4 separate regions of the Mus musculus genome follow, and regions 2, 3 and 4 are each linked to region 1. A link is a contact called in public Hi-C, HiChIP or PLAC-seq and promoter capture Hi-C data. All regions are on one chromosome and are shown on one strand. The core of a region is the stretch at or near the end of the contact, and the rest is flanking DNA. Distances in the headings are between cores, read along the strand shown.

Evidence for each region. Promoter capture Hi-C pulls out the DNA fragments that hold promoters and counts their contacts. Hi-C and Micro-C count contacts between places; a contact is called where the count stands out from the background. HiChIP or PLAC-seq counts read pairs in DNA pulled down with a chosen protein or histone mark.
Region 2: a contact with region 1 is called in an H3K4me3 HiChIP or PLAC-seq map of embryonic basal ganglia, with 5 times the contacts expected there. The contact joins the enhancer-like site here to the promoter of C130026L21Rik in region 1. A contact is called at or near these places in 6 of 39 promoter capture datasets (the 3T3-L1 cell line, the C10 cell line, the SN4741 cell line and 3 more), 1 of 484 Hi-C or Micro-C datasets (cortical neurons), 2 of 115 datasets of contacts at active chromatin or transcription factors (embryonic basal ganglia and embryonic forebrain) and 1 of 9 other capture datasets (embryonic trunk).
Region 3: a Hi-C map of cortical neurons shows a contact between it and region 1, with 3 times the contacts expected there. The contact joins the enhancer-like site here to the promoter of C130026L21Rik in region 1. A contact is called at or near these places in 3 of 39 promoter capture datasets (embryonic stem cells, hippocampal neurons and maxillary cranial neural crest), 2 of 484 Hi-C or Micro-C datasets (cerebral cortex and cortical neurons), 5 of 115 datasets of contacts at active chromatin or transcription factors (embryonic basal ganglia, embryonic forebrain, embryonic midbrain and 2 more) and 1 of 9 other capture datasets (embryonic stem cells).
Region 4: a promoter capture Hi-C map of second pharyngeal arch cranial neural crest shows a contact between it and region 1. The contact joins the enhancer-like site here to the promoter of C130026L21Rik in region 1. A contact is called at or near these places in 6 of 39 promoter capture datasets (the 3T3-L1 cell line, cranial neural crest, embryonic stem cells and 3 more), 3 of 115 datasets of contacts at active chromatin or transcription factors (embryonic basal ganglia, fibro-adipogenic progenitors and neural progenitor cells) and 1 of 9 other capture datasets (embryonic stem cells).

What each region holds. Positions count from the first base shown.
Region 1 is chr5:111,577,626-111,583,272 of GRCm38.p6, forward strand. C130026L21Rik (RIKEN cDNA C130026L21 gene) reads left to right here and starts at 3,936. Exons shown (of 4, transcript NR_015546.2): 1 at 3,936-4,245; 2 at 4,554-4,671; 3 at 4,796-4,885. RefSeq lists an enhancer at 1-671.
Region 2 is chr5:112,048,643-112,054,036 of GRCm38.p6, forward strand. No RefSeq gene overlaps it. Among named protein-coding and RNA genes, the nearest start is that of Gm30032, 70 kb to the right of the region's middle. Within about 2 kb of position 1,614, at least 20 of the 459 cell types and tissues checked have an H3K27ac peak or open chromatin away from gene starts, as enhancers often do. A contact at or near this core is called in cortical neurons and embryonic basal ganglia, where this site is marked.
Region 3 is chr5:111,855,897-111,861,320 of GRCm38.p6, forward strand. No RefSeq gene overlaps it. Among named protein-coding and RNA genes, the nearest start is that of Gm29935, 35 kb to the right of the region's middle. Within about 2 kb of position 1,470, at least 6 of the 459 cell types and tissues checked have an H3K27ac peak or open chromatin away from gene starts, as enhancers often do. A contact at or near this core is called in cortical neurons, where this site is marked.
Region 4 is chr5:111,999,422-112,004,778 of GRCm38.p6, forward strand. No RefSeq gene overlaps it. Among named protein-coding and RNA genes, the nearest start is that of Gm36794, 56 kb to the left of the region's middle. Within about 2 kb of position 2,335, at least 46 of the 459 cell types and tissues checked have an H3K27ac peak or open chromatin away from gene starts, as enhancers often do. A contact at or near this core is called in embryonic basal ganglia and second pharyngeal arch cranial neural crest, where this site is marked.

The sequences.
Region 1 (5,647 bases), core at 2,686-5,185:
AAGGTCTTGGGAATTTTTGTAAAACTCTTAAACCTGGCTGCAAGCCAGAGGGAAAGGGCCCTGAATGGCTGACGCTGTCTGGGAGAAGATAGAATCCCACATTCCTGCAGCAGGCTGTCCCAGGGTGGGTGGGGGATGCAGAAGGACCTCCACCACCGGTCTATGAAGCACCAGAAATGTCTGGGCAGGAGGGTGTCTGTCCAGCTTTGGCCTGCTGGTATCCCCCCAGACTATCTCGGCAGAGCCACAGCAAAAAACAACTCAGAGAATTGCGTGACCTGGTGCAGGGAGCAGCTTCACCAAGGTTTATTCAGGTCTGCACAGCTAGACAAAGGCAGGCACCCATGCAGACAGGAACACTTGTACACATACCACATATGCGTGCATACACTTTTCCCAACAACTTGACACACACACACACACACACACACACAAACACACGCCATGCATACCTACATGGAAAAACACAAACTTTTAGGACCTGAAGTTATAGCTCTCACCTGGCCCATCTGGAACAGGTCCAAGGTCCTGTCCATCAGATAGTGGGATCCCTCCCTCCTCCCTTCCTCCTTCCCTCCCTCCCCTCTTCCCTCCCTACCTCTTCCCAGATGTTGTCTACAGCTCTGGCCAACTGGCCAGATGTGCTCAGCACCATAGGCTTCTCAGGAACTGGAAGGCTGAGGAGTCCGAGACAACCCTCAGGTGTCTGGGTGACACCATCCAGCCCCAGGCTGGGAGGACTATTGCCAATGAGGTCACGGGGTCACCAGGCTGTTCTTGCAGCAGCCTGTGGGCAAGCTGTGCACTTCACGCAAGGACTGGCAGCCTGCGGCTGAAGCCGCTAGGAGACTGGAGACTGGGTTCTGCCTTTTAGACCCTGGGTTTCCTTGTCTGTGCAAATGATGAAACGGAATGGCTGTCCCTCACGTGTCCATGAAGCACGGAGCCCAAGGTCACATAGGGCACCTAGGATGGAGCTGCATTGGCTCCGTACTTAACTGAAGCAGCTCCATCTACAGCAGCACAGACACTCAGGGGGATAGAGAGACATCTGTCATCTTGTTAGCTGCCCTGGACTGACATTTTCTTCTACTTGGAGTTTTTTCTGTAGATTGGTGTGGGACTCCTTGCAGGGCTCCAGCTGATCCTGACTCTAGTGTTCTCCATACAGCACTTGCTGTTCCTGAGCCCTGGGAACTACTGTCTCACCTAAGATTTCTAAAGCTACAGGTCGAGGGCACAGACACTAGAGCCTCAGGACTAGCACCTAGCGTTAGGAGCCCAGGCTCCCAAGGAGGTAGGTGGCTGATCGGTTCCCAGTCAGGTTTCTCATAAGCTCAGTGACCTTGAGCTACATGTCTGATCCGAGTCTCTGTTTCTTCACTTATGACATGACATGACCTGTGGGGATTTCATGAGGAACCACATGGGATGGTGCTCAGCGGGGCTGGTCCAGGAGGCACCAAGTCACGGAGTCTCTTTCCCATGAGGCAAGAAGAAAGGACACAGCTGAGGCGGACAGTTAACCACACCCCTCAAGACGCACCACGCCCAGCTCTCTTGCAGGCACCACATGCCTGACATCTCCGGATTTTTCTGCAGTCAGAAATCCCTCTAACTTGTCCTGTCAGACAGAGACCTATAAAAAGCTTACCCACACTGTTATTTTAAGGGATGCCATCACTACGTCTCTGCCTGGGGGTCTCTGCTGGAACAGCCCTGGTTCCCACGGCCTGTGGCTTCCAAGGGTAAGGAGGAGGAAGAGGGCCACAAGGCTGTGCAGAGGTGGGGGCTGCATTTTCACTATGCGAGGGGCCTTTCCATCCTAGCCCTGTCCCTCCCTCTCTCTTTTGCTCCCAGGACCTCTTGGGAGAGTCTTTGTGGACGAGGAAGCCATGTGGGACTGCATTTTCCCCCAAGGTCACACGGTAGCTGGCAGTTCTCCCTTGCCCAGCTCTGAAGCCTCAGACCACCTGCTGCCTCCCCTCTCATTAAGCTCCTCCCCCTCCTGCTCTCCCTCCCCCTCCTCCCCCTCTTTCTCCTCCCCCTCCTCCTTCTCTTCCTCCCCTATCCTTCCCCTCCTCTCCTTCCTTCTCACCTTCCCCCTCCTCCCCCTCCTCTCCCTCCCCCATTCTTCCCCTTCTCTTCCCCCTCCTTCCTTTCTTTCCCCTCCTTCCCCTCTCCTCTCAATCCCATCTCCCTCCTCCCTCCCCTCCTTCTCCCCCTCCTCTCGTTCCTACCCTAATTCTTCCCCCTTCTCTTCCCCCGCTTCCCCCTCCTCTCCCTCCTCCCCCTTCTCTTCCCCCTCTTCCTCCTCCTCCCCCTTCTCTTCCCCCTCTTTCCCCTCTTCTCCCTCCTATCCCAATTCTTCCCCTCCTCTTCCCCCTCCTCCCCCTCTTCCCCTCCTCCCTCCTCTTCTCCCTCCTCCCCTTCCTCCTCCCTCTCCTCTTTCCTCTCTGATTCCTCCCTTCTTCTCCTTGTTGCATCCATTCCTCTCTTGCCACTCTCCTCTAGGCCTCCCTCCTGAAGACCCCCTGCCTCACCTGTGTGTCCCGTGAGTCTGCTTTCAGACAGTGTTCTCTGTCTCCCGCAGTGTCCTTGAGCTGCAATAACCCATCTAGGCAGAGTACCCTCAACCCTAAAGGAAGAGCACCGCCCACGCAAAGTGCAGGGCAGCGCAGGGGTGTGGGCACCACGCTGCTGAGGCTTACACTGTACTTTGGTTTAGTTCTAACAGAGACTTTTCCCTGTGCACCATCCTTCCTGCTGTTACATACATGCACACACTTTAAACATTTGCGTACATGTATGTATGTATGTATGTATGTATGTATGTATATGAGTGTGATGTGTGTGTTCACGTGTGTAAGTGTGCTGTGGCATAGGTGTGGAGATCAGTGGACAACCTCAGGTCTCAATCCTCACCCTCAACCTTATTTTAACAGGTCCTCTTATGTGCTGTGTGTACTCTAGCTAGCTGGCCATAGAACTTCCAGGGACCCTCCTGTCTCTGCCTCCCATCACTGGGCAAGATCCCTGGGCTGGCAAATCCTTGTTCTTGCGTTGGGTCCTGCCTGGGTTCTGGGCATCCATTCTGCCTTCTCATGCTTGCAAGAAAAAAAAAAATCTATGTGACCACTGAGCTCTCCAGCCCCATTCCACTGACAAACGGCAGCTGTAACTTGTCAGATGTCAATCATAGGGAGGCTCTGGGCGATGGAACCCAGGGTTTTATGAGTGTCACATGGTGCTCTGCCACCAGGCTAGCCCAGCCCAGTGTGTTTTCACACACAGGTGGTCCTCCATAGTCCTGTCAGTCTGAGAGGAGCATCTTTTCAGCCTCTAACCACTTCCCTGCTGCCGAGAGGTCCCGGCCCAACAGTGGTCTGGACCACACATAGCTGTGGCCTAAGAACTGAACCAGGAGGAGCTCATTTTGCGACCTGTGCCTCAGTTTCCTGATCTGACAGTGAAGCTCCCGTGTCTCCCTTAGGCAGCAGCTGCAGAGTAACCCCGCATGTGGGTTGCAGCGGCTGCTTAGCCAAGAAGGTGCCGCCAGCATCAGGCTGCAAAGTTCCCGTGAACCCAGGGCTGTGGTGCAACTGTCAGCTAGGCCCAAGCCCCCAGCCCCGGAGACCCCGGAGCCAGGCTGCATCTCGGGGAAATGAGGCCCGGTGGCCCCTGACCCCAGCCTGCAAGAGGCTAACCCCCTCCCTGGCCCCTCGGCTGTGAGGCTGCCCGCCCGGACCATTCATGGGTTTGTATTATAAGATGACTGCCGTCGCCATGGCAACATGAAAGGAGCCGATCTCATTACTGAGGCCCGGACACATTATTTTCTCCAAGGAATTTCTTCTTTTCATTATTTCCCTCCAAAGGTCAGCTGTCCTCTCAGGCGGGGCGGGGGCTGCGGGGGTGTCCACGAAAGGTGAGCCGATTCGGGGCCCAATTCCCCGGGTGGAATTTACAAGCGTTTTGCCTTCTCCTCCTGATCTAACACCAGCTTAGAGAATTTCTTCAAACCAGCCTTTCTCTTTAACCCCTGCGGCTCCGGCAGACAGCAGCCCAGCCATCCTTGCTAAGTTCCTGAGATTCCCTCCAGGGTCTGGGCTTTTCTCCAGCACGTGGCTCCCTGCTACCATCCGAGAAGTCCCTGATGCTGAGGTCTCTGCTGACTTGCCCCGAAGGATTGCCGACACACGGACATTTATGTCTTCCCCACAGGGAAAAACACCCCATTAGAAGGTAACACTAATGCGGGGGCGGGGGTGGTGGTGGCGGGGAGTCCATATCCTCGCTTGGAATGCAGAGTGTGCTGCAATTCAGAGACTGATAGACCTGCTAACATCCCTATCAGGCTGTGTGCCCTTGGGCAAGTAGCTCCCTGTTTCTGGGCACACTTTGCTCATCTGTGAAGCAACTCTATGTTGGTGTGTACCCAGGGAATGAGCAGAAATCATGAGCAGAGTCTGGCTGGCACCCAGGAACAGTAAATACCAAGGATTGATGATCGTATTTTGGTGTGTTTCTATCCATTTCTCTCTGTGTGTCAGCTGTCTGTAACTGTGAAACAAACAGCCCCGAGACTTGAGACTCGTTACCGGGAAGCAGCGATAACTCGGTATTAGCTCGTGCAGTTTCTGTGGGTGGAGGCCTCTGCATCCGTCTCTGGTGGGTCCTGAAGTGGCTGCAGCTACCCAGAAGAGGGAGGCAGAGGCTGGGATGGTTCTTCTGATATCTGGCCTCACAAGTCAACCGTATCTTGTGTCTATCTGCCTTACTCTGTGTCCAATAGGCAGAAATTTGGTTCCCCCATAGGATCTTCAGGGAGCTGCAGTGACACCAGAGGAGGGCTACTGGAAATGGCACCAGGACATCATATTCGGTAAGACAGGATCAGGGTGGACACCCATTCTACAGAGGGAAAACTGAGGCTCTGGACAAAAAACAGTGGCTTGCCCCACTGGCTTCCCACAGGCTCTAGATTCTTCCTTCTGTCTCAGTTTCTCATGGGGCCAGTCATTCAGCTCACCAGATTCTCTATCTGGGACACTGGAGGATTGTCTGCCCCTGTGTGGTGGGTACTCAGAGCTGGGGGAGCTCCCAGCCTCTCCATGGGAATTCTGGCACGTGCAGCGAAGATGATGATGTGTAGCTGTGATGTTGATGATGTGTGTTTGTTGACAGTTGGACGATTGTCTACCTCACAAGACAATAAATGGCTGCCAGAGGCAGAAACGTCAAAGTCAGTCATACAGATCTCTCTCTCTCTCTCAAAAAACAAAACAAAACAAAAACCAAAAAACTAACTCATGCTCTTGCATCTCCTACCTCCTGTGAATGATGCTTGGACTGAGTTTACAGGTTTCTGGCGGTGACTCAGCAGCCCATGAGGAACAGGGTCACCATGACTTAGCAGGGCTTAAAGGATGGGGTCAGCTCAGATTCTTTGGAACTGCCAAGGAAGGTGGTGGAGGAGAGAGATTGATTGATTGATTTTGAGTCTTGGAGGAAAGGCTGAGCTTATCCCCACCTCAAGGACCAAGAGCAAGCTTGGTCTGTGGGCATACATATGGACGGCTTGTTGGCAGCTTGCTCCTTGGCTCAGTTGGACTGCTGGTTCCTGACTAACAAAAAGAGACTGGGT
Region 2 (5,394 bases), core at 364-2,863, 470 kb after region 1:
GATCAGAGCTCACACCTCTGAGATGAGACAGGTACAACCCAGGTTCCAGAACTTAAAACACAGGAAAACTGAGGCTAACCCACATTCTGGACAACACACATCTCCATGCAGGTGTCCTATGACCCGGAAGTGGATGCAGGCATTTTCCACTGACAGCTGTTGGGAAAGAAGCAGCTTAGGCCATAGAATGCTTTTCTTGTCTTATGGCTCAGGATATAGTTGCAAGGTGGTGGCTACAGTTTCAATTCCTCTTTTTTTGTGGAATTTTGCACTTGAGTGTGACAGTGCTTTTTCCTCTGAGTCTCCTGTAGCCAGTCAAAATATGTTTTGCTAACTCATGGTCTTGTGGAGTTTCTCAGGATCAAGGAAGTCATAAACCCAGGCACCGGGCTTTAATGATGAGGAGTCAGTGAAAACGTATTGCTCTCAAACACAACTTTTGAGTATCGCCCTTTCTCTGCCCTCCCAGCTCTGTTTCTCTTGCCCCACCCCTGTGTGTGTTTCTCTTCCTCTCTCCCTCTCTTCCCTTCCCTGTTTCTTGCTCCTTCTCCCCTACCCTCTCTCCTCTTCCTCCCTCTCTCCTCTTCTTTCCTCTCTCCTTTCCCCCTCTACTCCCTCTCTCCTCCCCCCTCTCTCCTCTTCCTGCCAAGGGGACCAAGAGATAAGCAGTGTTCTACAGAGGCACAGTCCCCAAACACCCAGGGAGTGTCTGCACCTGCGGGTTCCAGTCCGGGAGGCACTGGAGTCTGCTGGAGGCAGAAAGCAAGGATGAATATGGATCAGAGCTTTCTGCCATAGCATGGTGGGAGGAGGTCTAGATCTGCAAGTAGATAGCGGGCTGCCTATTTGGTAGCTTCAGTGAACTTTAGGTAGGGGCAGTCCTGGGTTACCCACTGCCCATCTGTGCTAGCTACTTTTATGTCAACTTGAGACAAACCTAGACTAATCTGGAAAATGGGAATCATAACTGAGAACTTTCTCCATAGGACTGGCCTGTGGGCAAGGATATAGGGTATTTTCTTGATCGATGATTGATGTGGGAGGGAGGGAGCAGCCCTCTGTAGATTACGCCATCCCTGGGTAGGGAATCCTGGGTGGTATAAGAAAGCATGAGCAAGCCATGGGGAGCATGCCAATAAGCAGCATTCTTCTATGGTGTCACTTCATCTCCTGCCTCCAGGGTCCAGCCTTGAGTCCCTGCTGACTTACCTCAGTGATGAACCATGATGCAGAAAAGTGTAAGGTAAAATAAGCCCTTCCCCTTCACAAGTTGCTTTTAGCCACCATGTTTCAGCACAGCAACAGAAACCCCAGCTAAGTAAGTAAGGCTCAGGATGACTCAGCGCAGGCTGACTCCCGGTTGAGGACAAGGCCCCCCAGGTGGTAGAATCCTGGTAAAGTGAGCAGGTGGGTGGGGTCGTGCTGGGATCCAGCTGGTTTGCCCCTGTCTGTAGAAACCAGCTGATCTGGAAAGAGCAGTCTATCCCCAGGCCCAACAGTCCCCAAGATGCCAAAACACAGAAAATAAAATTACGGTTTAAAAACCCTAGTGAATACTTCCCAGTTCCCTGTCTCCGTTCCTCTTTCCTCCGCCCATTCTGATTCTCTCCTGCCTCTCAGAGACTTGCAAAGAGATCTTAATCACGTGCACTCAAGCGGTTATAAAAGAGCTGAGAAAGATGCCCGGGAAGGGTGGAAGAACATCAAGAGCCACCAGGGAAGGAGAACCCCACTGATGGGCGACTAGATGCAGTTTCTGTCCACCAACGAGAAGCCCCATCCCTGCAGATCTGTGTACAGCATCCCTCCCCTGCTCTGGTACTGGTATCTGCCCGATCCCCAGACCTTCCACCGTCCCATGGGTTGGCTGTTTTACCCAGACCTAGAATTACCCAAATCCCCTTAAATACATGGTTGCAAATGAGGACGGTGGGGTGTGGGGGGGAGGGCAATAATTGTGACAGTAACTCACAGGGCCAGGCCTGACACGTCTCTAATTGCCTGCTAAAATTGTCGCTGTCTCCTAAAGTGCAAATTATCACCCGAAATGACAAGAGTAATGAATGAGGGGACTCTGATGTAATGCAACAATTAGCCCTCAAAGACACTGTCTAATGCGGAGAGGCAGGGCTCCCACTCCTCGTTATTAAGTGCCTGATAATTATTTAATTATCTATCTGCCAGCATGATTACTTGGTTTATTTAGCTGCAGATGTGGGCAGGAGCGTTAGGGTTTAAGGTCAGAGGAAGCCACCCCAACGCCGGCCACCACCTAGGCAGCTTGGGTGTTAGGGGCTACTCCTTGTCTGACACCCCTAAATGGCTCTGGCAGCCTGAACGCAGGGTCAGAAAATTGTTCCTTCTTCATACCCGGCTCTGACTCAGAGGCTGGGGCCCTGGAAGACCAGCGCTGAGGAGCTCGGTGTTCCTCATTGTAGGCAGGAGGACATGACTATCCCCACCAACCTGACTGGTGCTTCCCCCAAGCTGGGCACAGGGCCAAGTCTCACAGCAGAGTAAGCTCATGTCATCATCTTCATGTAAGGAGACAGTGAAAGCTGGAGAGGAGAGCAGGAGAGAGAGAGAGAGAGAGAGAGAGAGAGAGAGAGAGAGAGAGAGAGAGAGAGAGAGAGAGAGACTCTCGACCAAAGTCCCAGGGTAAGTGGAAGGTTGAGTGATCTAGGGTCCTCTCACTATCCCAGAACCACTTGGCCAACAAGAGGGCATCGACACATGGGTGGGTCCAGGCTTATGCTTGGCAGAGCATGGGTGAGGACTGGAGAGGGTCAGTACCCCCTCTTTCATATCACAAAATTAATGATGGGCAAAGAAGGAAGGGACCTGACCCATCTGCCCATTGGAGGGTGCTCCAGGAGGAGACACTGTGGGCTGTTCGAGGGGCTGGACACCAGCAAAGGTGCCTAGGAATTATAAAGGTTCAGCCCTCCGGTCATCTGTTTCCTCATCTGTGAAGACAGACATCTTGTCAGGGATGGGGGATGCTGGAGACTGGAGCAACAGGAAGACTAAGTCCTTGGGGTAACCACAGCTCACAACGGTAGATCACCCTACCCCGCCTCAGCCAGGACAGGACATGAGCACACAAAGATGACAGATGTCTGATGTGATGAAGATGCTGATCACCCTGGCTCCATCGTTATGCGTGACACGCATGTATCAAAACACCACACGGTATGACACGAGTATGCATAATCATTACACGTCAATTAAAATAAAAATTAAAAAAAAAAAGCCCTCAGCATCAGGCACCCTCCGTGAAGCATGCTGTGGAATTTCTCTGATAAATGTGTTCGTTCGTGTCTGTCACCACCCAGTGGACTGATCTTGCTCCCACCTTTCCAGACACCCAACCAGAAGAAAAGCTCTGAGGGCGTCAGGGGCCTTGGTTCTTACTCTTGGGCCCATTCCCCTACACAGCAGGCCTGGTGTGCTCTTCACAGATACTTTGTATCTTAGTGACTTTAACACTTTGTATCTTAGTGACTTTAAAGATACTTGCTTCACACCCTGCCCCCACTTTCAGAACATGAAGGCTCCAATACCTAGCCAACAGCTCAAGTGTGGGACAGCTTCCCAGGTCTGCATTTTGGAAGGAGAAATCTGATTGGCTCAGGTGGTTTTCCACTCTCCAGGCTCATCCATACCACCTCACATTTCCTGGCACATTTGTGCAATGTCCACTTTCTTTGTGTCTCAGGTCTCTGTGGGTTGGCGCTCTCTAGCTGGAGCAATCACCAGGTTGACCACACATGGAGCTGAGACAGCTCTAGGTCCCTGTGCAATGGCATTTTAGGGGCTGTGGCCTTACAGCTGGTGTCCTGTCTTCTCCAGCTGTATGACACTCTGGTGGCCCAGTCCCTCCCAGGGTCATCTGCAAGCAAAGGAGATCTCTGATCCACTTTGACTAGGTCAGTGACCATGTTCTGCCATGGTACAATGAATGAATCCAGGAGCAAAAGAATGGATGGGTGAATAAATGAATGAATGAATGAATGAATGAATGGACTTTCACAAACACAAAATATGAATAAATGAATCAGAGCCACACACATTCTCAAGTCATTTCTATAACACATATTAAAGTGATCTCCAGGGAGACCAGGACCTGGGATGAGACAGAGCCAGATGTGAACTCCTGTCTATTCAGTGACCAACATCAGACCTCGTGGCCTGGGCCTCAGTTGTCCCATCTGTCAGGTCTGGGAAGTACCTGCCTCCTCCCCTCACAGTGCACCCAGGCTGCATATTTCTGCTGTATGGTACCTTAATTCTGAAAACATTTTGGGATAGCCAACGCGTTTCTAAAGCAGAAATCTACATCCTTCATCCTGTCTGGGCAACCACTTAGGTGGAGCTGTGGGGAGAGCCTCGGTGTCTGCAGGAAGACTACTCACCTGCTGTGAGGCAGACTTGGAAACCCAGACATAGCAGGCAGACAAGCTTCCTTCCCACCCTGTGTCCCACCCTGTGTCCCGCGCCCAGCCCAGCTCAGGGTACACTGAGGTTTTTTGTTATTTGTGGTAGACCTCCTCCTATGCCGTGGCAAACACAAGACTTTATAAATATTTCAAATGCTAATAATTTGTGTGGTCCCTGCTTAGACTTTTAAATGAATCTAAGGGCATTTCTCCAGAAACCTGCCATGCTACAGCAGAGAAAGAAACACTACTGCCTTTTTTATGAGACAGGGCTCTATGGAGAGAGAAGACAGAGGTGGCAGTAGCAGATATGGACACTCATATCTCTCCCACCTACCTAGCAGGACAATGGCTGTCAAAACCCAGTCCCTGTATCAGAAAATCCAACGATTAGTACTCCGTAACTGTGTTATAAGATACTCCTGGGTTCTGATCCCAGCTGCTGAAAACCTGGGCTGTGTCGCCTCAGGCAACTGTCTCTACCTCTCTGAATCTTTGTTTCCTTTTTATGTAAAGTAGGATCTAATAAGGTTTAAGTTAAGCAACATCTATAAGATACACCAGCCCTGGCACGTACCATGTGCAGCCACTGACGTTCTCAAGTGAAATAATTCCATGCTCTTTAGAAATAGAAATTAACAGTCTTGTCTACATTAACCACCCTGGGTGACTCATGGAGAGGGTAAAAGCTATGCTACTCATAATGAAGTAGATTGCGCAATGGGCTCTTGAGCTGTCTCAGAGAAAGAACAGGAAAACCTGCAGCCCTACCTGAAATCCTGTCTAAGACACCAAAACCACACCCACAGCCTAAGAGACCACGCCCATAGCCTAAGAGACCACACCCACAACCCTAAGAGACTACATCCACACCCTAAGAGACCATGCCCACAGCCTAAGAGACCACGCCCACAGCCTAAGAGACCATACCCACAATCTAGAGTGGGCAGGGACA
Region 3 (5,424 bases), core at 220-2,719, 280 kb after region 1:
AGCCTCCTGTTGGAAGGGTTCCACCCCAGACCCTGCTGAGCTCATTTCCCATCAACACCTGCAAGAACTCAAAAATCAAAGTGGGCCTAGTGGGGTGAGAGAGGAGGCTCTCTCTCCATGACCCTGCCCTATCCCTTTCAAGAAGCAATGAATCACTTGGTCATCTGTGTTAATCCCATAGAGATCTTACCCAGTAGACTCCTTGCCTCTGCTGAGCTGAGCATTTTGACCACTAAGTTTCCTTGTCCTGCCTGAGACATCAGTTCTTACATGCCTTATCTTCTCTCCTCGCCCCCCCCCCCCAGTCCTTTAGAGTAAGACAACTCTCGTGTTATTGGGACCTTGCAGACAGGCCAGCATATGTTTCTCACCCCAAGGCTGGGAAAGCAAGGGTTTCCAGACACTAATCGATCAGCTCCTCAGAGGTCATGACCCAGATTGGCCTCACAGCCTCTAAGTCACTCGTACTGACCCAGTGTGGACCAGGCATGGTTGGAAGACAGAGAGCCAAGCCTTCTGACTGTAGAATGGACAGGATCTGGATTATGCCTTTGGTCCCTGATCCCTGATCTTAGGTGTCATGGATGGAGGCTGTGAGTGAGGTGCTCTATATAGGGTAGGTCAAGACTGTAGGACTGAGCTCTAGCTACAGGCTCCATCCTCATCCCCTCAGAAAGCTCTGGGTCTGTGAGCTGCTGCAGGGACGTGGGGTGATTGTACCTTGCTTGAGCCAATTCAATGGGGGCGCTGAGGCTGCTGACAGAGCCCCCTGCATCCTCACACACTTGGCATCACTGAAAGATCCTGGGGGGCCCTCCTGGCCAGCATGAAACTTCCCTGTCAATCAGAGCCAAAGCTTGGCTCCTGTAGGGGACGAGGTGGGCCGAGGCAGACTTCACACAGCCAGCCTTGAACCTCGCCTGCTCCAAACTCACACCCACTGACTCAGCCCCCAGGGATTGCCCCCTCTATCTCTGCCCCCACGAAGAAGCCTGTGTATGCCCCAGCACCTACAAAGCCATGTGAGAGCTGACAGGAAAAGCCAGGGTATCTGTTGGGGAGGTGCTGGGTCCTCACTCAGGGGACTCAGGACAGCTGGCCCTGAGAAAGAGAGAGGTCACTCTAGGGGAACAACTTCATAACTACCACACAGCCAGCAGAGCCTCAGCCCTAGGCTCTGGCAGGATCCCTGCACCCTTGCCTTGGTCCTTCTGATGACTCTGGGCTCTTTGTGCTGACTGAGGTGAGAATGGAGGCCAGCTGCCGGAACTTAGACCCTAACAACACCTGTTCAGCATTATTAATCCCCCCATGTATCCTCTGCCATTGTCACTGATCCCAAAGGGTTTGTGTCCCCCACCCCCCTAGAACCTGCTAAAGAAGCTGCAGCATTGGTGATGAAGGCAGGGCCCGGAGACCGAGGAGAATCTGCTGGTAGCCTGTAAGGCGATGCGGTAATTGCTATGGAAACTCCTCATTATAATTCAATAAAAAGAGAGGGAGAAAAAAAAAGTTAAGTTCATTGTGTTACCTGTGACTGTCTTCATGTTCCATACATACATTAGCATGAAATCACACCACACAAAAGGGGTCTGGAAGGTTCAGCGGAGATGGGGAGAGGGAGGGGGGACTCGCTTTGCAAGAGAGCTCCCTTCTTCAAAAGACGAAACAAGGGAACCAGGCAAAATATTTGGGGCTTCTGTACAAAAGGGTGAGCGGCTCACATGTGAGGTAAGGATCTGAGACGTGACAGAAGGGGTCACCCCCTTGGGGTGGGCAGAGAGACGCCACTTGCTTAGTTAAGTGACAGCTATGACGTCATCCGATCGATTAACTTGAGTTTAGGTAGGTGGGACTCGCTCTGGGGACAGGTCCTGGGGACATTTTGGGTGACACTGGGGCAGGTCCACCACCTTCCCTGAAGCTCCTGCTACACTAAATAACACTCACCAGCCTCTGTCCCAGTACCTACCCGGTGCTGGCTGCAGCCTAATATTCAGGGAAGGATGGATATCCATTCAGACCAAAGTGACTGAGCCAAGGGCCTGGAAGGAAGGACTACAGGACACTGGCTTTCTCAAATACCTGCCTCTGGTTCTGGGAGATAAGGAAATGTTCTGAGCGGCTGGTGCTAGGAGCTGCGTGCTGAGAGGAAAGCCACCAAGCCCTTTCTCTGGGATGTGTGTGAAACATTCCATGCTGGGAGTGGGATGGAGGCAGGGGACCAGGCTGGGAAGCTGGTGGGCCTCTGCCAAGCTCTGCACGGGTCTCCCGTGCACGTTGAGTTATCCGGAGTCTTTCTAGTAGTGTGAGTTTGTACATGGTTTATTCCCACTCTCGGCTTCCCTTCGGCCTTCCCCCTTGCCTGGGACTCTGGGATCTGCATTTCTGCAGTGCATGCTGGGGGAACACCAGCCTCTCCCCTTAGGGAGGCACTGCAGGGAGCCTCAAGGCAGCCCAGGTGCCTCTGGCTATGAGCTTTTGACTTCAGCCTCTTGACCCAGACAGCCAGAGTCACAGTAGCTTTTCCACAGTGATGGCCCCTGGACCATTCCCTCTCCAGAGCCTTGCACGGAGCTCCTTACAGCTCTGAGCACTCAGAGTTACCCCTTTGTTTAATTCTTCAAATCCCATTTTTTATCCTGTCACTAAAACCGTTAAGTTATGCACTCTGCACTTGGACCGTGTCTTCCTTTACTTTCCTGTGATAAGACACCAAGTAGCTCGTAGGTTTGAACGTTTGGCTCCCATTTGGTGGAGTATTTAGAGCAGCGGTTCTCAACCTCTGGGTTGTGACACCTTTGTGGGCGGAATGACCCTTTCACAGGGGTGGCCTAAGACCATTAGAAAACACAAATGTTTACATTATGATTCATAACAGTAGCAAAATTACAGTTATGAAGTAGCAACAAAAATAGTCTTATGGTTGAGGGTCACCACAGCATGAGGAATTGTGTTAAAGGGTCACAGTGTTAGGATGGCTGAGAACTAGCTAGAGGATTAAGAGGTATTGTCTCATTGAAGGGGGGGTGTGAAACAAACCCTATGCCAGCTGTGCGCTCGCGCTCTCTCTCTCTCTCTCTGTCTCTGTCTGTCTGTCTGTCTGTCTGTCTCTCTCTCTGTCTCTGTCTCTCTGTCTCTCTGTCTCTGTCTCTCTCTGTCTCTCTGTCTCTCTGTCTCTCTCTCTCTCTCTCTCTCTCTCTCTCTCTCTCTCTCTCAGCTGCCACTGCTGCTCCAGCACCCTGACTGCTGCCTTGCTTCTCATCTTGATGGTCATAGACTCACCCTCTGGCATATGAGTAACCCCAATTAAATTATTTCTTTTCTAAGCTGCCTTGGTCACAATGTCTCTTCACAGCAATAGAACCGTAACTAAGTCAGATACTGTGACCAACTTATAAGAGAATGTGTTCACTTTGGGCATTGGGTTTTAGAGGGTTAGGTTTTATTCACAAGCGTGGGAGGAAGGGAGGGAGGGAGGGAGGGAGGGAGGGAGGGGGGGAGGGAGAGAGAGAGAGAGAGAGAGAGAGAGAGAGAGAGAGAGAGAGAGAGAGAACAGGCAACAGGCTAACAGATCCTGGCCTGGACTTTGGAAACCTCAAAGCCCACCCCTGGTGACACACCTCCAACAAAGCCACATCTTCCAATCCTTTTGAAACAGTTCCTCCACCAAGTGGGGACCAAGCATTCAGATATATGAGCTTGTGAGCACCATTCTCACTTAAAACACACAGAAGGGTTTGTTTGCCTTAGAAAGATGATAGTCCATCCCTGGGGAAAGCCAAGGTGGGAACTCTGGGCAGGAGCCTGCAAACAAGAGCTGAAGCAGAAGAAGTGCTGCTTACTGACTTTCTCTCTCCAACTTGCTCAGCCTGCTTGCTATGTATCAGAGGCATGCCTGCCTAGGGATGACCCCGCCCATGGTGGGCTGAGCACTTCAATTTACAATTATGAAACTGTCCCAGAAAATCACCCACAGACAATCTGTTGGAGGTAATTTCTAGATTGAGATTCCCTCTTCTTTGGTATGTCTAGGTTTGTGTCAAATTGCAAGAAATGAACCAGCAGACAGGGTTGGATGTGAGGCCTGATATACAGAAATTCTTGCTAGGCACTGTAAACCTGGTCACAGACTCGTGTCTACAGAGGCCATAAGCCCTAGAAAGAACCCAAGGCTGTTGTTTTGCTAATTGACATACTGTCGAACTTGTCTTCTACAGATTTGTGTTTGTACTCACAGTCCTGAGCCCTCCTCAGCCTTGGTTAGAAAGGTTTACTTCTGCAGTGGGCAGCAATCAATACAGACTCATAAACTGATCAAAGTGCTCAGGATAATTGACAGCGGATTGTTCCATCCTAAGTTGGACATCTATATCAACCCTCCAAGGCTCAGAGAACATCTCCAAAGAGGACATAGAAAAACCGTGAAAGCAGAGGGGTAAGCAGAAGCACTGGGGAACGCTCACTTCTGGACATGTGACAACACCCTTCAGTTACAGGAGAGACCTGTTCATCCCGTCCCTGCCATGGTAACAAGATATGTGAGACAATCAACTTATGAAGACTAGAGGTTTGTATCAGATCAGTGTTTTGGATGTTCCACCCAAGGTCATCCTGCTCTGTTGCTCTTGCCTGTGACGGACAGCACAACAGCAATATTAACAGAGGGAAGGAAAAAAGGAAGTGGTGAATCTCATTAGTTGGTGAGGACCACAGCAGAGACTCTAAGACCACCCTCCCACAAGGCCACACCTCCCACAAGACCACACCTCCCAATGGACCCACCTCCCACAAGACCACACCTCCCAATGGACCCACCTCTCACAAGGCCACACCTCCCACAAGACCATACCTCCCATAAAGCCCCACCTTCCACAAGGCCACACCTCCCAATGGACCCACCTCCCACAAGACCACACCTCCCAATGGACCCACCTCCCACAAGGCCACACCACCTACAAGGCCACACCACCCACAAGGACCCATCTCCCACAAGGCCACACGTCTTCAAGGTTTCACCATCTACCAGTTACACCACCCTGGGTACCCAGCCTGGAACACGTCATTGTCTCTTGGGAATTCAAAATCTCCACAGCCACAGCCCAGCGAAGGATCCTCTTCTCCACATCCGCAGCAATTAGGTTGGAGCCCTCGATTTTGTCTCACCTTTTCAGTACTGCCTGTGACATCCTGACTTCAGGGTCCTTGTTTTTAACTGTAGAGATAGTCCCTGCTCACAGACAGTGCCGTCAAAAGCTGACACCAGGCAGTGGAACCATGTGAGTGTCATGCATGTAATGGGATGTGTCCCCAGTGTGTCATGCATGGGTCTGTCCTGGGTATACAGTTCCCTCTAATTCCTGACACTTCTGTGTCCCTGACTATGATGCCTTGCATACAGCCCAGTGTCCCCCAGGAGTTTCT
Region 4 (5,357 bases), core at 1,085-3,584, 420 kb after region 1:
CCACAGTAGATCCCTGCTAGGACACAAGTCCATACCCAGCCCTAGTTCCTGCATCTGTGTCTGCATCCTGGCTCACCTAATGTGAACTGCCCACCCTTCATGTTGCTGAGTGACTTTTCTAAGGAATCTTTTTCTACTCACTCCATCAGAGGGACAGCTACAGACCATAGAAAAGCTTCTATCCAAGCCCGGCTAGTGAGCCGATGAGTTTATTAGGGTCCTTTTTGATAGCACAGGCAAATTGGGTAGAGGAAGCACTTAAAAACAAAACAAAACAAAACTGTCCAGCATGGATATGAACTGGCAAAACTGTATATGACTGGAGTTTCCAGGACAACTTGCAGGCAACTCCATCTAAGACTCTCTTCTCAGACCACAGCGATCACTCACATAACCTATGATTGGGCCTCTAAGCCTGGCAGCTCCGTGAGATTTCCTGTGGGCTCATGGGTCTCTGAGCCCCCAACCAGCTCCAAGGGAGAATGTTAAATTCCAAAGCACACATGCACAGTGCTCCTGTGGCCTCACCCTAATCCCAGCTGTTCACTGTGCCTTCCTGCCATGGCTGACAGAAATCTCTCAGAGGGAGCTAAAACCATTCTTTCCTTCCTTAAGTCCCTTCTGTGAAACACTGTGGCCACTGCAGCACAAAGGTAACCAGCACGCTGCACACTCTTTAGATAAAACAAAACCCAGTAATAGTTGCCATTGTCTGGAGATCTCATCAGAGCCTTAAATCCTCCTTACTTTTGAGCTGATTTATTTACAAATAAATCAAAGGGGCTGATTTCTTTACAGCCAGAGAGTGGTGGGTGGGTGGTACTCCACAGGCCAATCTTTTCCCTCTACTTTAACGCCTGAGAATTCTCTGTGAGTTCCCTGCAGACAGGCAGCATCTGTGACTGGCCTGACCCCAGTTTCTGTTCCTGCAGCCTCAGATCCCTGCTTGGAAAAACCGTGCTTCCAGGGAATAAGTAGAGAATTGCAGGTGGGCTATGGTGGGGACACTCAGAGGAATCCTAGGTCCCAGCTGCCTCTTTGAGTTGGAATGGAACCAGGCTCCATCCAGTGTCTCCTTATTAAGCTAGTTGAATTCTCCTCCCATGAAAGGAGAGGATGAGAGGGGATTTAGAAAGAAGAGGACAGAATTGCAGAAGCAGAGAGGAAAGGGGTGAAAACTAAGAAACAAATGGAGGGTGAGAGGGACACCCCACCAGGGACCTCCACGGCCGGCCTGAGTGTCCTTCCCCCCCCCCCCCCCCGGTTCAGGATCACCACTGCATAAAAATGACTAGATGAGGCTATGGCCAGGCTGAAGAAGCAACTGTGGTTGAGTGAGATGGGTATTATAATAGATGAAGGACCAATGAGGACAAGCAAGATAAGGTGCCAAAGCAGACATTACTAGTTGATCACTGATATCCCCCCTCCCCATCACCAGGATGGGAAATTTCCTTGCCTTCCTGGTACTGAGAAATGCAGAATTTTCATGAAAAATAAGACCTATCTACCCCTCCCCTATGCTTCAAGGATTTTTACCTGATGTTGAGTTGCATACATACATGTCTGGGGGATAAGGACCTAGATAAACAAGTCAGTCGATCTTTGTGGTTGGCGAAGGTGGTGCAAAACATGGAGTGAGTGGTCACCAGAGAGATATCCTCTGAGCTGATTAAGCAAGAGCTCAAAGAAGCTGGTTTCTTTATTAATGGTGACCAACCAGAGTGTGGAGGGCAGAATGGGTGGCTCCTCACTGACCCGTCTTCCCCCTCTGCTTTAACAGCTGAGCACAAGTCACTGTGAGCCTCCCACGGGTCAGCCAGGAAGAAAGGGTCTCTAGGGAACCATCCCCTTCTTGACTCTCAAACCCTTCCCCAGGTCTCACTGTGGCATTCTTAAGAGACCCAGGGGACTTAGACCAATCATGTCTCCTCTCTGATAGTCTAATTCCATACTAAAGAAAATAAAGACATAGACCTTCTATTAAAGAGGTCAATGTGTGTCATCCACACCAAATAAGTCTCTCCCTCGGCCAAAGCAGACATTACTAGTTGATCGCTGATTCCCACACACACACACACACACACACACCCCTACTATGACCAGGATGGGAAATTTCCATGCCTTCCTGGTACTGAGAAATGAAGAATTTGCATGAAAAATAAAACCTGTCTGCCCCTCCTCAAGGCACAATATGCTGTGAGGGTTTTTACCTGATGTCGAGTTGGAAAGAACCCCCATTCTCTATTTTGCCCTGCAACTCAGGTTGACCTCATTGTCTATTGTATCCCCAGTACAAGAATCCCCACAGAAGCCACCTCACTGTCCTCACAGTGTGAGTCTACATGCCAAGCCAGGGGCTCAGTGCACGCACGCGCGGTGTGCACACAGTGTATGGGCCACTCCACTCTCCCTCTCCCTCCCTCTCTCCTGCCTGGACACAATTATGTTAAAAGAGCAATTAGCGACCTCTTAAGCCTGATGGCCTACTCCCCCATTAATCTCTTGCAATTATAAACCCCAAATCTTCACAACAATTGGTCCCAGATGCCCACTAGAGGGAACGCTAATCGCCTCTTTCCCAGCTGAAACCAGCTGTTCGGCTTCAGTTTCTGGGTCAGGGAGAGAGATGAGAGGTCACACGTGGCCGAACGGTCAGATGCCGCCTGGGTGGAGATCCTGCAGAAGAGACACCCTTAGGGGCCTCGGGAGCACCCTGGGAAGGCATCTCTCTTTACTTTGGCTGCCTGCACACCCGGGTCTGCAGTCAGCCTGGGCCGGTATCTCCCCGCACTCCGAGCCACTCTGATTCCTCATTATGAACACACGCTAATTACTGCAGATAATTAGCTCTTCACAACCACCCGGCCGAGGCGCTCCAGACAAAGAGGCTCAGGAGGCTGTGGACATGGCTGGTCGCCTCCGGCCCACAGCCAGCACCAGAGCACCCTGCCAGCTGACCCTAGGTTTGGGGGAGGAGGCGTGAACTAAGGTGAAGGCCTAGGTCAATGGCGCTTAAGGCGCACAGCCCCTGCTGCTGCGGGCAGAACCGATTCAGACCTCAGCACTGCAGCTAATTAAATCAATATGAGATAATGAACGGCAATTAGAGGTCCAGCTAGGCACATCTTCTCTTGTAAATACTGTTTCTCTCCCAACGGGGAGCTCTTTCTTAATAATCTGTTTGTGTTTCATTTCCAGGAACTGTAATTCCCCTAAGAAGCTCCTGGGGAAGTGATTTGTTTGTCTGTATAACCACGAAACCCGTTCCTCTGGACTCGCCTGCCACTGCCTCTGCACATACATGATCGGCTTCTTACTATTTTAGGTTTCTTTTGGTTTGTTTTAATTTCTGACCTGTCCAGGGAGCCCATGCAGAGGTCTCAGCCCTCAAAGAAAACACCAATAAATCCCTGAAAGGGGTGGGGGGGGGGCAGGGGGAAAGGTCACAGGGCCGAGGACTCCCATTACATGGAGGGGAAAACTGAGGTAAGGCAACCACAAGAGTGATGAGCCAGTCAGGTAGTCTCCTCTGCCATTCAGACTCTCACCCCACCCCCACCTGGTACCCGGGGTCATGATAAGAAGCCTTCTGCCCTCCAGGAGCTAACAAATTTGTCTAGCAAGACAGACTAAGGCACATAACAATTAGAGAGCAATTAGGCACCTAATTGTGTGGTACCAATAAGCTCGGGGTTCAGTGAGGGTTCGGGGACTAGGGAGAAACAGCAGCATCAGGGCCCGGGCCTCTTCGTTTTCAGTGTTTCCCATCAGACCCTGCTTTCTGAGTCCTGGGTTTTTATTTCTTCACTTAGGGGTTCCATGGTACCCTAAAGTCAATGTGTCTAAAGCAGCCTCACGGCCACCCCACCCCCGCCTAACTGCTCCTGCTCCTCAGCTCATTTCCCTTAGAGAATTAGCCACGCCCACAGCAGAGCTGAAATCAGGCATAAAGAATGGAACTGTGCCCTTTGCAGGAAAATGCATGGGGAATCGACATCATTGCGTTAAGTGGGATAAGCCTGCTCAGAAGGACAAATGCTGCAGAGACATCGAATTTTAATGTGTGTGTGTGCCTCTGTGTGTGTGTGTGCCTGTGTGTATGTATATATGTGTGTGTGCCTCTGTGTGTGTATATAAATATATATGTGTGTGTATGCATATATGTGTGTGTATGCATATATGTGTGTGCCTCTGTGTGTATATAAATATATGTGTGTGCCTCTGTGTGTGTGTGTGCCTGTGTGTGTATATAAATATATGTGTGTGTGCCTGTGTGTGTATATATGTGTATGTGTGTATGTATGCCTCTATGTGTATATATATGTGTATATGTGTGTATATATAAATATATATGTGTGTGTGTGTGCATTGTGTGTGTATATATATGTTTGTATATGTGTGTGTGCTTCTGTGTGTGTGTATAAATATATGTGTGTGTATACATATGTGTGTGTGCCTGTGTGTATAAATATATGTGTGTGTGTGCCTGTGTGTGAGTGTGTGTGTATGTGTATATATGTGTGTGTGTGTGTATATATATATATATATGCATTTGTGGGTGTGTATATAAATATATGTGTGTGTGCCTGTGTGTGTGTGTGTATATATATATATATATATATATATATATATATATATGTGTGTGTGTGTGTGTTTGTGTGTGTGTGTGTGTGTGTGTGTGTGCACTTGTGTACTCACACACACACATCTACTACACGGGAAAAAAGAAAGACTTTATGGGGAAAGCTAGAGGTCTCAAGGGAGGGACACAGAGTCAGGGGAGGGAGCAATGGGTGGAAAAAGACAGACATCACACATTTGTTCTCACAGACTTAAGCATGGATACACATGGAATGGAAACAGAGGAGGGATCCATGGGGGAGAAGGGACTGGAATGGAGAGGGGGGAGGCAGTGGAGGGAGGGTAGCAGCAACAGGAGGAGTTGGCCCTACGTGATGATGTCATACTCAGTGACACACATGCTCACTGAAATGTAGTCGGAAGAGGTAGCATATTGCTTGTGAGAAGTATGAGCCTTTTCCACAAGGCTTCCATCTCTCCTGGCTGGAACTGGCCTGAACTAGCTGGCCCCTAGACTACCCCAGTGTCCCAGCAAACCTTATGGAGAATGAAAAGTCCCAGAGAAGCAACCCACCCTGTCCCAGGACTCAATCAGGTTCACAAGACAGTTCAGAGCAAGTTCAGACATGGGGAACATATTGCCAGCTTGCATCACCTGCTCTCAGACTATGGAGAGAAACTTCCCTGTAGCTTGAGGAAATTGGGGGTCCTCCATCATGGCCAAACCAATCTTTTGGGGGGGGGGGTTCAAGACAGGGTTTCTCTTATAGCCC